Regions from separate parts of the Mus musculus genome. Here region 1 is linked to region 2. Evidence: chromatin contacts called from public Hi-C data. All regions are on one chromosome and are shown on one strand. Each heading gives the region's core, a stretch centred on a gene start, on an enhancer-like site or on the middle of the called end of the contact. The rest is flanking DNA. Distances are from core to core; before and after follow the strand shown. Region 1 holds the start of Foxa2 (forkhead box A2). Region 2 has its middle 4.1 kb from the start of Gm35579.

Region 1 (4,028 bases), core at 1,421-3,920, 140 kb before region 2:
GCGCTCCCAGCTATCCTGAGATCTGAGCACACACAGTGTCTGAGGGGACGGTAGGAATTCTCAGATCTGAGAGAAGCATGCTTTGCTCCGCGTACCCACTCTCCCAGCGCTTGGTAACTAATTTTACACGTGCAATAATTTCTGGGATCAAATTTCAGCTGGGAGCACAATCAAAGAGCAGTGCAGCCCACAGGCTTACAAATACCCTGGCATTTAACAGAGAGGGGTGGTGGAATAGACCAACTGACAGACACAGACGGACAGACAGACCGACGGACAGAATAAACCGGAATGTTGATATCTTGAGTTTCACTTCCTGAGAGAACTGTCCTTGTTGTGTGTGCGTGCGCGTGTACTGTACTTCGACATGTAAGATCTCTAGACAGAACTAGAATGCTGTCTCAGTCTCTGTCTGCCTTTTTCTCTCTGGGGATGGAGCTCTCTCTCTCTCTCTCTCTCTCTCTCTGGTGGGGAGTGGAACTGTCTCTCTGTGATTCTCTGTGTCTCTCTTGGGGGGGGGGGAGTTGGGTGCCTGCATTTTTTTTTTGCTTTAAGTTTGAAAAATAGCTGCATCTATAAACAACATGTGCACCCCTCTTTTTCAAGTCTGCGGTCATCCTTGTGGGGTCCTGGGGAAGATGCTGGAGGATCTGATCTCTCTGGGTTCCCTGTGTTCACTAGGTGAACACGTCAGATTCACCTTCAGCGGGAAAACAGGCGTTGCCTTTGAGGGACTCGTGCTCTGCATTGCTTCAGATGACACATTAATACCTTATCTGTCCATACTATGTGCGTTTCAGCAGCAAAGGGCACTGATGTTGCTGCGTCTTCAGTCCAAAAGGATGCTGACCTCTTTCTTTACCCTCCAATCTGGCTTCCATTCTCATTCAGGCTTCCATGCTCAAAGCTCACCCCAGTACCTGCCACCTCTATGTACTCTTCTTCTACCACACGAAATTGTGGACACCTGGATTTGGGCCAACTATTTCCTATTTTCTCCATCTCCTAGAGAGAAGAGTTTGGGACTGTATCCCTACATCCTAGTCACATTTTCAGAACCAAGAAAGACTGTCCACATAAAAACGCCGGCAAGACCCTCCACTCCAAAATCTAGGCTTACCTTAGTCTCGGTCTTGGTAGCTAACAATATAAATGACATACTCTGTTGTTTTCATGTTTGTTTTGTTTGGGGAGACAAGGTTTCTCTCTGTAGCCCGGATGTCTTGAAACTCACTCTATAGACTAGGTCAGCCTAGACTTCTCTGAGATCCTCCTGCCTCTGCCTCAAAGGCAGAAGACAACACTTCAAATGACACTTTTTAACACCTAGAAGCTAAAGAGAAAAGAAACTGAAATTTTCAATTTTTATAAGACAGTCCTGGTCTCTGCAGGCAGAGAACACAGATCCTCCTGAAGTCATCCCACAAGGCCCATTATTGATTTTTTTTCTCCTGCCCTACCCCCACCTACTGCCCTGTTTGTTTTAGTTACGAAATGCTTTGGGCACCTTGGATTTAACTGAAAAGTAACCTTGAAACACCGAGGCCCTCATGCCAGAGGCAAATCGCTGCCTCCCGGGTATTGGCTGCAGCTAAACGGGTCTCTCCAGGCCGACTGAGGTGGGTAGCCAGAAAGAGGACTGAGGTAACTGACGACCAGGGCGGCCAGACCACGCGAGTCCTACGCGCCTCCTGAGGCCGCCCCGGGACTTAACTGTAACGGGGAGGGGCCTCCGGAGCAGCGGCCAGCGAGTTAAAGGTGTGTACACAGTTTTTCTAAATAGGACAGCGCTTTGCAAATTGGCTGTCACCTGCTTGTTGTTTTGACAGGGAATGTGCACTAAAAGGGAGGAAACCCGAGATAAATAAATCTGGCTTGCCTCGCTTTGCAGGCCACCAAGGCGGTACGCGCCTTCGGATTGACGAACCCCGTGCTTGGGGCGATGAGGAGGGGCGGGGCGGGAGCAGGAGACCTGAGTTTCTCCAAGGGTGGCTTGATCCCAGGTCTCTGGGTCCACGGAAGACTCCCCGTGGACGTAAAGGAAGGGACTCCACCAGGGCGCCAGCACGCCTGCTTGCAGGTCGGGGTCTTGGGAGTGCCAGGGACAGCAGGAGATGGGCTAGCTCGGGGCGCCCAGCGGCAGGTGCGGAACGCTAGCCCTGGCTTCCTCTCACCTAAGTGTGAGCTGATTATTCAAATGGGCTGCCCGGGGTCTGGGGATTGGAGGCCAGCGCCAGCGCACCGCGCTATATCACCAGCCGCTCACGTCATTGCGGCACTTGTCCGCTGCGCGGTCCACACCTCCTCCTCCTCCTCCTCCCCCTCCTCTCGCTCTCCCCCCGCCCGCCCCCACGCCGCTAGCTTCCCGCCGCCTCCCGGCAGCTCGACACTGCCAGCCTCAGCCTGCACCGGCAGCCCCGGGAGCGCGGCGACAGAGTGCACGCCCGACGGCGAGTCTCGGGTTCCGGCCTCCAGGGTTCTTCGGCCCCCTCCTCCGCCAGCCACCTTCCCGCCCACTCCCAGCTACTTCCCGCCGCAGGCCGCGGGAGAGAGAGAGGAAGTGGAGTCCAGAGAGGGAGAGAGGGGGAGCGCGAGAGAGGGCGGGAGGGAGGGGACGGTACCATTGCTGACTTTTTTTTTTAAGAGGGTGGGGGTGGGGGCTGATTGCTGGTCGTTTGTTGTGGCTGTTAAATTTTAAACCGCCATGCACTCGGCTTCCAGTATGCTGGGAGCCGTGAAGATGGAAGGGCACGAGCCATCCGACTGGAGCAGCTACTACGCGGAGCCCGAGGTAAGCTCTTGCCCTGGCCAGGGAGAAGTGGGGTGACAGCTATCTCCGCGTCCCCAGCCTCCGCACGCTCCCTTCACCGGTACCCGCCCCCCCACCTCTAGCCTTCCTGGACAGCCGCCTTTTCCGCCCTCCTTCTACTCAAATGGGTCTCTTTTTTATACGACACACTGTTAGCCTTGAGATAATATTAACTTTGTGATCAAATATTGACTTGCGGCGCCTCCAAATCCTCTTCGTGGCCGAGCCACGCACTATCCTAACAGAGTTATGTTTGGCAGCGCGCGGCTGGGGAGGGGTGGGAGGTCGGCTGGCGAGGGGGTGGGGAGCTGGGGAAGAGAAGGTGGGTAGGAGTTGGGGACAGAGGTACAGGCAAAGAATCAAAGACCAGTGGACAAAGAGAAAAAAAGTTTGTCGCTACGAAGCCGGGACACTAACAGTTCCTAGCCGAGTTGGCGGTCCCTTCCTTATTCCTCCACGCGATGCCTCCAGCTGCTCCCGGACTCTGTGCAGGCACTGCGCTTCACTCCCCTATGACTAAGGAGTGGGGTCCCGGTACGAAACCCCAGAATAGAGGACACTGAGATGATTTTCGCTTGAGACTGCCCCAGTGAGGTTCCAAAGGTGGCTTTTGACTACCTGGGATAGCAACGGAGATTTCCGGCCTCGGTGCTGACTCAGTGTGCTGGCCAGCTGATTTGAGGAGCCCCTAGGGAGAGTAAAATACATTTGGGGCGCCTGAGTTGGCGGTGGTCCAGGTCACTGAAGTTCTAGAATCTGGGCGAGGCTGAGCCTCAGGTCCCGCTGGCCCTAGGGCGATCTCTTTTCCGGCTCTCTTTGGGGCCCAGAGGACTTGGTGTTGGTGCACTGGGATCCAGGGAAAGCAAGAGATTCCAGAGGCTTGCACGAATTGCGGGGGACTGGGTCCAACTGGTGGGTGGGTGGGAAGATCGGGCGAGCTCAGCCTAGGTGCTAACCTGTCTCCTCCCCGGGCTCTGTCCGCAGGGCTACTCTTCCGTGAGCAACATGAACGCCGGCCTGGGGATGAATGGCATGAACACATACATGAGCATGTCCGCGGCTGCCATGGGCGGCGGTTCCGGCAACATGAGCGCGGGCTCCATGAACATGTCATCCTATGTGGGCGCTGGAATGAGCCCGTCGCTAGCTGGCATGTCCCCGGGCGCCGGCGCCATGGCGGGCATGAGCGGCTCAGCCGGGGCGGCCGGCGTGGCGGGCA
Region 2 (4,064 bases), core at 180-2,679:
GCGGTGACCCTACCACTGGAAGGCTTTCACTGCACCAAGCCTCCGGCAGTTCACTCAGGTCACCTTCACGCTGTGAGAACAAAGTCGACTGAGCCAGGGTCTCAGCTGCTAGTTCACTGTGTAAACACAGCTCAGACAGCCGCCGGGCTGGTCACATTAGGGTCCCGAGGCTCTCCATTGTTAGGTTATGGATGTGGCTGTAGACTCGCTCGCTTCCAACTGTGCACTAGCTTCTCATCTCATCAACTCTTTCCTATTCCTTAAGAGGTCTCCTAAAGACCCTCTTACAAGACACATCTTGGCCTATCTTACTTTATTTTCCCCAGGCTATCACTCCTACCACTTCCTAGTAATAGGGTCAGCTGCAACGGAAGGTATCTCACGGTGGCCTGGTGATCCCTAGTGGGATATTTTCCTATCCATTCCCAATACAGGGATTTTCTTAAAGTCAGGTATGGGTGAAGCTGGACAAGGTTTCCTCTCCCTGCAGTCGCTCTATTTGTCACCAGTCTTAGCACTGACTCCTGCCAGCCGCTGTTCCCCGAGGCTCTGGTTAATAGAAACTTGGAATGCAGGTTCACACTCCTGCTCTTAGGTGTTCAAGGGTGCTCATTGGAAGGACCCAGACCATCAATCACTGTCCCGAGCTACTTGAAAAATGGTGTGATGGACTGGCCAGCAAAGCCCCTCACTGGGCACCATGCTCGCTGCAATTCAATTAGTCATGGTCAGAGGGAGGCATTATTATTCATACATCACCGATTGTTCCCAAAGTAAACAGAGCCAGGATGAGGTCTCTGATCCTCCCACTGCCTTTAGGCAGGCACAAAAGAAAAAAAGTCCGGAGACAGCAGGGAAGGACATTGTTCTGAATTCTGGTCTTCTTTGCAAGCTTCCCTTAGATCTTGTGGATTTCTTTCTTTTCTTCTTTTTCTCCCTTTCTCTCTCTTTTTTTCTTCCCTCTACAGCCTTACAGATAAGTTCGCTTTGTGTGCATATGCAGACCCAGTTGGATCATTTTATTCTTTTATTGGCATCAATGACAGATCTTCCCACCCGAGGCAGCACACTCCCTCCTCTTTATAATGGATATTGCTTCACAAAAACCAGGAAGTAGATGGTTTTCAACAGTGTGAACGATCCTGTCCGAATATAACAGACCAATAACTTCCCAATTAGCAATAAATAATCCTGCAGAAATAAAGGTGACATTTGTGTTTTGTAAAGTGCTAACCAAATTAGCCATGGCCTGGCCAACCCCCATCTGTTTATCAGTTTAGCCCAGTGCAAGTGAACCCAAGATAAATGCCAGTTTCCCTTGGATAAATTTTACAGCCATGCCGAAACTGCCAAAGCACACAGGAGAAGTCAAAGCAAATCTGTGTTCTCATTGACAGAAAAGTCAATTCTGAGGCCAGACTTAGGCAAGAGCCTGCAGTCCCCCAACCCCTCCTAACTCTAGTTTTGTATGTTTATAATAGGGCTGTTTTCTCTGGTAGGGGAACGAGCCAATTTAGGGAGCTGAAAGTTCAATTGAACAAGCTCTCCTTGAGACAAGGCTGGCTGGAGCCAGTCAGCAGGAGGAGGCAGGAAAGCAGACCCACCTTCCAGCTCTGCTTTGCCTGAGTGGCACCAGGGCTAAATATCCCATGATAATCTCAGGCATCTGGACACAAGGAGCTTGCTCCTACTTTTTTCTGTGAGGCCCTTTGATGGTCACTGCATTCTGAGACTCAGTCCAGGTGGGCTCATCGGACCCAATGTCCTGGTGCACAGACACCTCTATCCCCAAGTCCTCAGGCCCATCAACCACTGCAGGGACACTTGTCTGTAAATAAGAATCAACATAAGCCTTTCACAAAACATACTTCCAGCTTGACCCCAGAAACTGTCCCACCCCAATCTCCAGGAGGAAAAGTCCTTGTTATTTGCAGTTGAACAACAAATCACTGCCCTGTGCCTAGACCCCTCCTTGCAGAGAACAGACTGTAGGAAAGGGTTCTCAATTTCTGAAAGTGTAACTTTACCTGCAGACCATCTTCACTGACAGTCCACTTCACCCAAGCCCATTCCCTTTCTGCAGAGCATCCAATGACCAATGGATGTGTGAGCAAATATGTCCACTATCCTGGCCCTCCATATGAGCATTCTGATGCTGCATTCCATTTCAGAACATGGTATAGGATCCACGGTAGCTTCCTTGCATAGCTGTAATGTCCTAGTAGGAGTGAAGATATTCTAGAATACTAGTGTCCTTCCTGTAACTATCAGGCTAGTGAAACAATTGATCCCACGGATTTGGAATTTTTTCAGGAGTCTATGTGGAGTTGAAGGTGGGTAAAGAGAAAGAAGCAATTCAAGTCAGAGGTTAAACTGGAATCCTAGGAACAGATTTTACACAGTCACACCACCCTACAAGGAAGGCATGAGAGACAAGGATGGCTCAGTGATAGACAGTACCACACCTTGGTCAGGGCTGAATGCTTATGCATACTTCTTGCCTTCTGTTTAAATATGAACCTCATGAGGGTGCCCAGAAGATAAACTTTGGGGCCACTCAACCTCTCTATTTCTTCCACTTCAACCTCTCTATTTCTTCCATACACCCAGTATGGCTGTATTGAATAAATTACTTTACACTGTTGCTTATAGATTTAATTGATGTATGGAGGACCAGTGGCCAAACCTAGCTCGTTATAGTGCCCAGAACCCAGGCTTTGGCAGTAAAAGTTCAAGTAATACAGGTATCCCTAAGCCTCTGCATGACCCATTTCTTACAAGTTAAATGCCATCCAAGAAGGAGAACTATCCTAGTACATGTGATAACATCTGAATACCGACACTAACTAATTTATAAAGAAGAAAACGGATGTTGCTGGTGAAGGTCTTCTGCTGCAGTACTACATAACAGCACACGAGGAGACCAAGCAAGCAATGCTAACTTGGGGCCTCTACAATGCCACTAACATCATCTTGAGGGCCCCACTCTCATGGCCTTATTTAACCCCAATTACCAGCAAACTATTCTTCATAAGTTTGGCAGCTTCAGGCACTCAGTTACAGCAACAGAAAACAAACTAAAGCTAAGATCCCAAGTTAGAAATGACCAGCTGAGTCTAGTTAATTTGGAGAATCACGAGAGACGATATCAGTAAATGATCTGTGAAGGTTTCTTCCAAGGCAGGTCCAGTGGTTACATATCAATAGATGAGTTTGAACAACTGAGTGATTCCAAAGCAGGGACTTCTTTGTTATACATGCCAGGATATTAACTTGATATATATGTACTACTTAGAAGGTAAAGTGCTTCTAAAACTACCCAGACAGAAGGAACCCTTTCAACACTTGTACAATTTCTCTTATGTGCTTTACTGCAGATGAGTGGGTAGAAGCCTTTAGACCTGTGTCCATGCCCATCTCTTACATATGACTCACCTTTACATCCTCTGAAGAAAATGGGGAGGAGTCAATATCTAGGATGCTCCTTGAAGGGCAAGCAGGACATGTCATGTTCACAACTCAGCTTGTGCACTTTATTATGGGCACCCGTGGAACCCATTTTCTCCATCTTATACACAGTTGACCCATTATCTGTTTTTTCAGACAAATTAAAAGTGTCTGTTTCTTAATGTGGTCAGAGGCTGCTGTTTCTAAGCCTGCATCTATCTATCTAATCTATCTCTCTCTCCCTCCCTCCCCCTCTCCCTCCCTCCCTCCCCCCTCTCCCTCTCTCTCTCTCTCTCTCTCTCTCTATCTATATATATATATATACACACACACACACATATATATATACATACACACACACGTATATATATGTATATATATATATACACACACACACATATATATACATATATACACATCTATCTGTAGTTCAGGCTGCTGTAATAAAAGAACCATGGTCTGACAACTTCTAAATGGCAGGCATTCTTTCCCACAGTTTTGGAGACTGAGAAGTCCAAAATTAAGCTCCTAAGTTGTGGGGTTCTCAGTTCTCAGTGAGTCCTGACCTGGGGATGGCCATCTTTTTCCTGTGTCCTTACATGAAGCAGAGAAGAGTT

Evidence for each region. Hi-C and Micro-C count contacts between places; a contact is called where the count stands out from the background.
Region 1: a contact with region 2 is called in a Hi-C map of liver, with 2.5 times the contacts expected there. The contact joins the promoter of Foxa2 here to the enhancer-like site in region 2. A contact is called at or near these places in 6 of 39 promoter capture datasets (the 3T3-L1 cell line, embryonic stem cells, liver and 1 more), 1 of 15 datasets of contacts at CTCF or cohesin (the NIH/3T3 cell line), 9 of 484 Hi-C or Micro-C datasets (the MNK3 cell line, embryonic fibroblasts, embryonic stem cells and 2 more), 9 of 115 datasets of contacts at active chromatin or transcription factors (embryonic midbrain, embryonic stem cells, liver and 3 more) and 4 of 9 other capture datasets (adipose tissue, embryonic stem cells, liver and 1 more).

What each region holds. Positions count from the first base shown.
Region 1 is chr2:148,044,590-148,048,617 of GRCm38.p6, reverse strand. It overlaps Foxa2 (forkhead box A2), which reads left to right and starts at 2,670. Exons shown (of 2, transcript NM_001291065.1): 1 at 2,670-2,791; 2 at 3,794-4,028. The coding sequence starts at 2,705.
Region 2 is chr2:147,902,601-147,906,664 of GRCm38.p6, reverse strand. No RefSeq gene overlaps it. Among named protein-coding and RNA genes, the nearest start is that of Gm35579, 4.1 kb to the right of the region's middle. Within about 2 kb of position 1,429, at least 27 of the 459 cell types and tissues checked have an H3K27ac peak or open chromatin away from gene starts, as enhancers often do. A contact at or near this core is called in liver, where this site is marked.